Regions from separate parts of the Zea mays genome. Here region 2 is linked to region 1. A link is a contact called in public Hi-C data. All regions are on one chromosome and are shown on one strand. The core of a region is the stretch at or near the end of the contact, and the rest is flanking DNA. Distances in the headings are between cores, read along the strand shown. Region 1 holds the start of LOC100383366 (Small RNA degrading nuclease 5). Region 2 holds the start of LOC100384721.

Region 1 (3,301 bases), core at 564-3,063:
ATGCATATTGGAAGAAATTATACATTTCCCCTAATTGTAGGCATTAACAAAAAATGCACAAACCTTGAAGCTAAAACAGGTTTTGGATTGCCACATAATTCTTTCAGAGAAGAAAGAAGTCGAGTGTGTGACATATATAAAGTTGCATCAAGGCCAGGAACATATAGTAGGACAACTTTGGGTATAAGAGGTTTGTTCTGAAACACAACAACATAAAGATAGTAAATATTTATGAAAGGTGACAAATAACCTACAACTAATAGAATAAGAAATCAAATGCCAAGAGTGGGTTGATCACTGAAATGCGTTGAAAGAAAGAAGTCAGTTAAGACTAATTAAGTGTGATGAGGATAACAGCAAGAAGAGACCAAGCTCTACAAAATGAAACTAAGATAACTTGTCAATACCTCAAAAAAGCAACACATGTTTGAAAGACCACAATGAGAAGGACAAGTACCTTAACAAACACCCAAGAAGGCAGCATGCCATCACCAATAACCCAAGTAACTAGACCCTGAACATCCTGCATTCGAACAAAAAAATGGTTCTTAACTAAACTACAAGAACAAAAACAGTTTTCACAAGTCAAATTTCATTGAGCTTTTGTTATGAGCTAACCTGCAGATTTAACGTAGAGTTTAAAGCAGCCTCCTTAAAAACCACATCAGGCTTTGCCTAGACAGGATAAACAAGAAGACACAATATGAGTTGGAAGCACAGAAAATACAAAAAAAGGCAGCTATAATGTCTATTAGCAAAGCAAGCAGGAAGGACCACAAGAATGATTCGCCAACAAGAAGACAACTAAATGAATGTTTAAGAGTACACTATTAAATCAACAAATCGGCAGCATGGCATCACCAAATAGTCAATTATTATGCCATGTCCATAGCTCTAGTACAAGTGATTTTGGATTGAACTTCGAGTGTCCCTAATTTGATGAGTGATCCCTAAGTTGATGAGCAGGCTCTGATGTCTGAACACAATATGGATAGCATTACTGTATCACTTTACAATTCGAACAAGAGGAGTCCCACTTTGCTACCTATCAAGGAATCAGTCAGGGTTCACACCTTCAAAATTCAAAATATAGAACTCCTAAGCAAACAAGCTACAGGAGTGTTCAAGCTGTGTACTTGAAAAATGTCGGGTCAGCTCAAGGCGCATCAATGGATCAATCAAGTAAGCCCTCATAGTTTCACAACCTATCAGCATTGCTTCACATCCATACATTCGTTTGCACAAATTTGCTCTGAAACAACAGTGCAAACTTCATAGGTACAGTTCAAGCCCACCAACAGTAGCAGCATTAACACAAAAATCCACCATCACTACAAATCTCATGGTAATCAACGAACATTGGTGTAAATCACAGTCCAAACAGTCATGATGCAATGCAACATCCCCTCTTTCAATCTCAGCGGAACTCCTACTCCAAGAATACCAAGCAATCAAATTAACATAGTCGTACCTAACACCCCCCCCCCCCTGCAGGCTGCAGCACCCAATTTTGCCATACAACGGGGATTAATAAATCCATTAAAAGAACAACAGTGAACGAAGAACTGCGAGTTTTTTTAAAAAAAATGAACCAACTCAGCTCTAACTGATGACAAGTTCCCCTTTATGTCACACCAAAGCCATAATATTCCGAGAGGGGGGAAGCGAGAGGCGAAGAAGCAAGAGAACACGTACATTAGGGCCGTACAAGTCGTATAACATGGAAGAGGAGGAGCCGCCGTTGCCGTTGCCGGATGCGGTCGACATGGAGACCGCCGCCTACGACGAGGTGGATGCCCTAACGCCTAACGCTTTGCCGCTCTCAAAACTTGCAAAAAGAAAAACCCGCCGAGACCCTTTTCTTCGGCTGTCGAACTTGAACTGGGGCTTTTCTGCAAATATATCTTTCATTTCCTTTCCGCTCAAACATTTCCTATATATGAAATTTCCTATATATGAAGGCTGGTACAAAACGGACTCTCTCGCAGTGTCCACGTCACCTAAAATGTTTTCACGCGTGGGATTTCTGATCAACGGGTCGTCTTCCAATGACCGTAAGCCCTCACTACCTTCTCTTGCCGCAGCTGTCGCGACAAGTCAAGATGGTTCCAGAGCCAAGATGAGTTGATGACGGTAAAAAAAACCTACTCCTATGCATATTCCTCTCCGCGACGACCCCTATCGTCGCCACTGCCTGTTCGGGACGCTGCCAGGGACTCGATTGGAGTCAACGCCACCTCCTCCCCCGCCCCCAAGCGTTGTCACAGCGGCGGCTCCAGCCGCTGCCAACAGCTTCACCCCCTCCCACCCCCCCAAACGTCACTGCCATGCCGCCGTGGGCCGGAGCGGCATCCACTACCTCTTAAAAGGTCGGCGTAGTGCCAGTGTGGTCCACCACCTGGAGCCCCCTACAAAACACAGCCGTAAGTTTCGGGAACGCGAATCTGTTGCCCTCCGTCAACTCAGAAATGGCGGCGGGTCCAGGAGGTTTTCGATCTGCGACCCCCGCAGCAGGCTGCCCATCACACCGGTTCTTCCGCCGGCCATGACGCCTTCGCGCCCTCGGCCGGTGCAGCCACGGGGCCACCCTTCTCGATGTTGGCCAGGGGCGTATGCGCTGGTGTGGACGTGTGGTAAATGGTGGACAATCCAAGAGGTCCTCAGTCGGCGACCGCCATAGCAGGGCGTCCGTTTCTCCCACCGGCCATGACGCTGCATGGATAACAATGGATCCGTTGTCTAGCCATTATGCATGCAACTTACTAGTTTGCGTTGCAGACATCTGTTCCATTAGAAGTAGCTATACAAACTCATTGCTTTTACACATTTTTGCTTGTTGTTTCGATTGCAAATTAGGTTGCAAGGTGTAGAACTGGAAGAAATTCTTTGTTGTTTTTTGTGAAGATTCCTGTGGAGAAAGAGATTGATGTTGTTGTTGATTTTGTGGAACCTACAAGGCCATGTACATACATATCTTACTGGGAGTTCGCTTCGCTTTTTAGTCAAAAATTTGGTGAGCGAGTTTGGGTTCATATCCAAGTTGTTACCCCACTGCTATTCAGAAATATGTTTGTTCACTCTTTGATAATTGAAAGTCACTTAGAGGGGGTGAATAGGCGAAACCTGAAATTTATAACTTTAAACACGCACTAAGATCGGGGGTTAGGGTTAGAATTAAATTCAAGTCGGAAAGAGAGGGAAAACAAATCAACCAAGAAATAAGGCGAGTGAACACGGTGATTTGTTTTGCCGAGGTTCAGTTCCAAAGAACCTAGTCCTCGTTGAGGAGGTCACAAAGACA
Region 2 (3,301 bases), core at 505-3,004, 130 kb before region 1:
ATGGGGTTGAGGATTGAGGATCTAACTCCTCATATTTTTGCCATCGTCCCGACCAGGATTACCAATAGGAGAACGGTGGCTGAGGGTATCGTGGAGATGGCTTGGATTCGGGATCTGAGAGGCACCATCACTTGGGATGTCCTCTCTGATTTTTTAACTCTTAGTGAAGTCATTGCAGATTACTCCATTAATGTTGGAGTGCCAGACAAGCATATCTGGAAATTCTCCCCGACAGGCCAATACTCTTCAAAGTCGGCTTATGATATGTTATTTCTTGGTTCCACTTCTTTGGGAGCATATGAGCGCATTTGGGAATCTTGGGCACCTTCAAAGTGCAGTTTCTTCCTTTGGCTTGTCATGCACAACAGATGCTGGACCGCAGACCGTCTTGCTAGAAGGGGGCTACCCCACCCCAGTGTGTGCCCCCTTTGCGACCAAGAAGAGGAAACAATACAACATCTTCTCATCTCTTGCGTCTTTGCACGACAGTTCTGGTATTCCTTGTTAAGCAGGTCTGGGTTGCCTAACCTTTCACCAGATAATGCTAGTTGCAGCCTTGATGACTGGTGGAGCAGAGCTGTGGAGAAGATTCCCCGTGATCTCCAATCCGGCTTCAATTCTCTAGTTATTCTTGGCGCTTGGAGCCTTTGGCGTCATCGCAACGACTGCGTGTTTAATGGGAGATCGCCAAGTCTGGCGAGTGCTCTCACCCTCGCTGGCGATGAGCTCAGGATGTGGTGTAGTGCCGGGGCAAAAGGGCTGAACCTGCTTTTAACTCTTATGTTTATGCTTGACCCAGGGGGATAGTCTAGTGGCTTGTTCAGAGTGGTTGTGTGTGGTTGCTGTGTTGTGTCTTGTGTCTTGTTGTGTCATGTGTGTGTGTGTCGTGTCAGGTGTGTGTCGGGTGTGGTGTGTTGTACCTTCTTCTATCTATTAATGGAATGATACGCAGATCTCCTGCGTGTTCGAGAAAAATAGGGCCTTAGCCTAAATAACTCAGTCTTACAGTCTTGTTAGTAATAAGATGAGATAGTACTCAGAGTTAACCATCTCATTTTCCCTTATTTTTTGGTGTGTTCGAAAGTCAGTGAATTTCGAATTTCTGGACCAATTTGAGTTTTCGAGAACAAATTAAAAAACGAGATTCGGATTTGTCAGCGGAGATTCGGTACATATATTTTTGTTTTTTTAATGAATTTTGAATTTTCGGTCGAAATCCGTGTTTCCTCAGCGAAATTCGTTTTTTTTACCGAAAAATGATGATTAATTTAAAAAAAATAAAAGTAAATATGGGAACTTTGTTTTCTCAGCTAAATTCGTTGTTTTTACTCATAAATATCTATTTTTATTATACTTTTCTGATTTTTTATATCAGTTTTAAAAATTTTGAATGAAATTTGCCGAAATCAGTTCGGAACCGTTTCCCCCAGACCACCGGGAACGGAAAATTTTCGGGAAACCCTGCAAAATAGTACAACTCCAACGAATCGATGAACTAAAATTACGGGTGGAGCGAAAGAACCATAAGAACCGGCAAGAAGTGCGTACTGACCAGAGCAAGAGAACGAGGAAGTGGAGGGCGCGGCAGAGGCAGTGACGCCTCCATGGCGGAGGGGAGGTAGCCCTAGCCCCCATGGCCTTCCAGCCGGACACCGAACAGGACTCGCTGCCTCTGGGGTGTTCTGTACTGGTGCTGCGGGAGCAGAACAGAGCTGAGCTGAAATTGGTAGGAGAGGTAGAGAGCGGGAGGCAAGCACTTCCTTGGAGTGGAGTGGCACTGTGTTGCTGGGGAGTGTGACTCTAGGTAGTGCGCCTGCTGTGCTTCCGGCTGCGTGTCGACTCCCGATGAGGTCATGGCGTCATCTGTTTGGCCTTTGGCGCCGGCACGCCGGTTCTACGTGTAGGCAGGCCGTCGTGGCCTGATTTAATGATGATGATGAGACGCTGAAACCGGTTTCTTGTTGGATTTACGATTGCACGGACATGATTATGGATAAAATTTTTATTGTTATTCATTAAGTAATTTATAGTGGATGGAATTTTACTTTGTACGTGTTTTGGGCGATCTGGTATGAATTATAAATGGTACGAGTTAGAATTATACACGAAAAGCATATAAGAATAAATAAAATTTGCGTGGAATTCACTGTGAAAAAATCGCAAATTAAGAAAAGGTAGAGTATTTACGTGTTTGGCAAAGCGGCAAGTATAGAAGTTACCCCCAAATGCAATTGCAGCGCAAATCGTGTGAAGATAAAGAAGGTACGTACTAGACAAGCCACTAGTAAGCAAGTCTGTCACGCAAGTACTGAAGTGTATACGGTGTTATCGTGATGCAAATACGAGGAGAGTCCTGCTTGCAAATACTACACGTCAAAATGCAACGATGCATGCACATACGACCCTACCCCAAACCTATAGAGGACACATAGATAGGATAGGAAAGGTGAGTGTTGACAGCAAGGGTCACCAAATCGGTCAATAAATCAGGCTAACCGGCTGATTAATCGGTATTTGGGTCGGTTTGACCGTAAATTTGGAATATTTTATAAATTTTGAACAAATTTGATGCTATTTTTCTATAAACACTATAAATTATTGTAAGACTTTCTATTGAAATCAAATTTGAAAACACGCTACCGATTCTAAACTAAAAATCAAACAAGTTTCAAAAAAAATAGTCAATTTTATCGATTAGCCGGACCTGCTGTAACCGATTAATCGGCATCAGGTAGAGATAAACGGGTGGCCTCTAGTAGCTAGGTTTTGATGATTTTCTTCCTTTGAACTTGAAATATTTTAACTTGTGATAATATTTAGGCCATCTTTTGTTTAAACTTTGTGACCTTAATATACTTTATTTGCCAGACGACAAGTGATTTGATTTCTTCACACCAGCTACTGATTTATCAATTCAAGGCCGATTTATTGGTCTTATCGACCGATTAATCAGTTTTGTAATGTTTCGGTTCAAAAGTTGGTTTAGACGTGAATTTAGCCGGTTTTCTACCGATCTATTCTGATTTATCAATTCAATGACCGATTTATCGGTCTTATCAGATGATTAATCAGTTTCGAGTCATTTCAATTCAAAATTTGGTTTAAATGTGAATTTGGCTGGTTTTTACCTGTTTTTATCGCGATTAATCGGATATCGGTCTCGATCAGTTTTTGGTTAAGAACTGAACCCTGGTTGACAGAATAGCAGTCAAATTTGATATCATTTTTCCTGCAGTCTGGGCACATGCATCATCTAGATACACAGGTCTCCGTCATATCAGACGCGCGCTGCTTCACCACT

Evidence for each region. A called contact is a pair of places that touch in the nucleus more often than the background predicts.
Region 2: a contact with region 1 is called in a Hi-C map of ear, with 3 times the contacts expected there. The contact joins the promoter of LOC100384721 here to the promoter of LOC100383366 in region 1. A contact is called at or near these places in 5 of 25 Hi-C or Micro-C datasets (ear, endosperm, leaf and 1 more).

The regions. Positions count from the first base shown.
Region 1 is chr10:16,323,818-16,327,118 of Zm-B73-REFERENCE-NAM-5.0, reverse strand. It overlaps LOC100383366 (Small RNA degrading nuclease 5), which reads right to left and starts at 1,813. Exons shown (of 15, transcript NM_001362072.1): 1 at 1,696-1,813; 2 at 619-675; 3 at 458-523; 4 at 64-197. The coding sequence starts at 1,767.
Region 2 is chr10:16,457,886-16,461,186 of Zm-B73-REFERENCE-NAM-5.0, reverse strand. LOC100384721 reads right to left here and starts at 1,754. Exons shown (of 14, transcript NM_001366874.1): 1 at 1,553-1,754. The coding sequence starts at 1,635.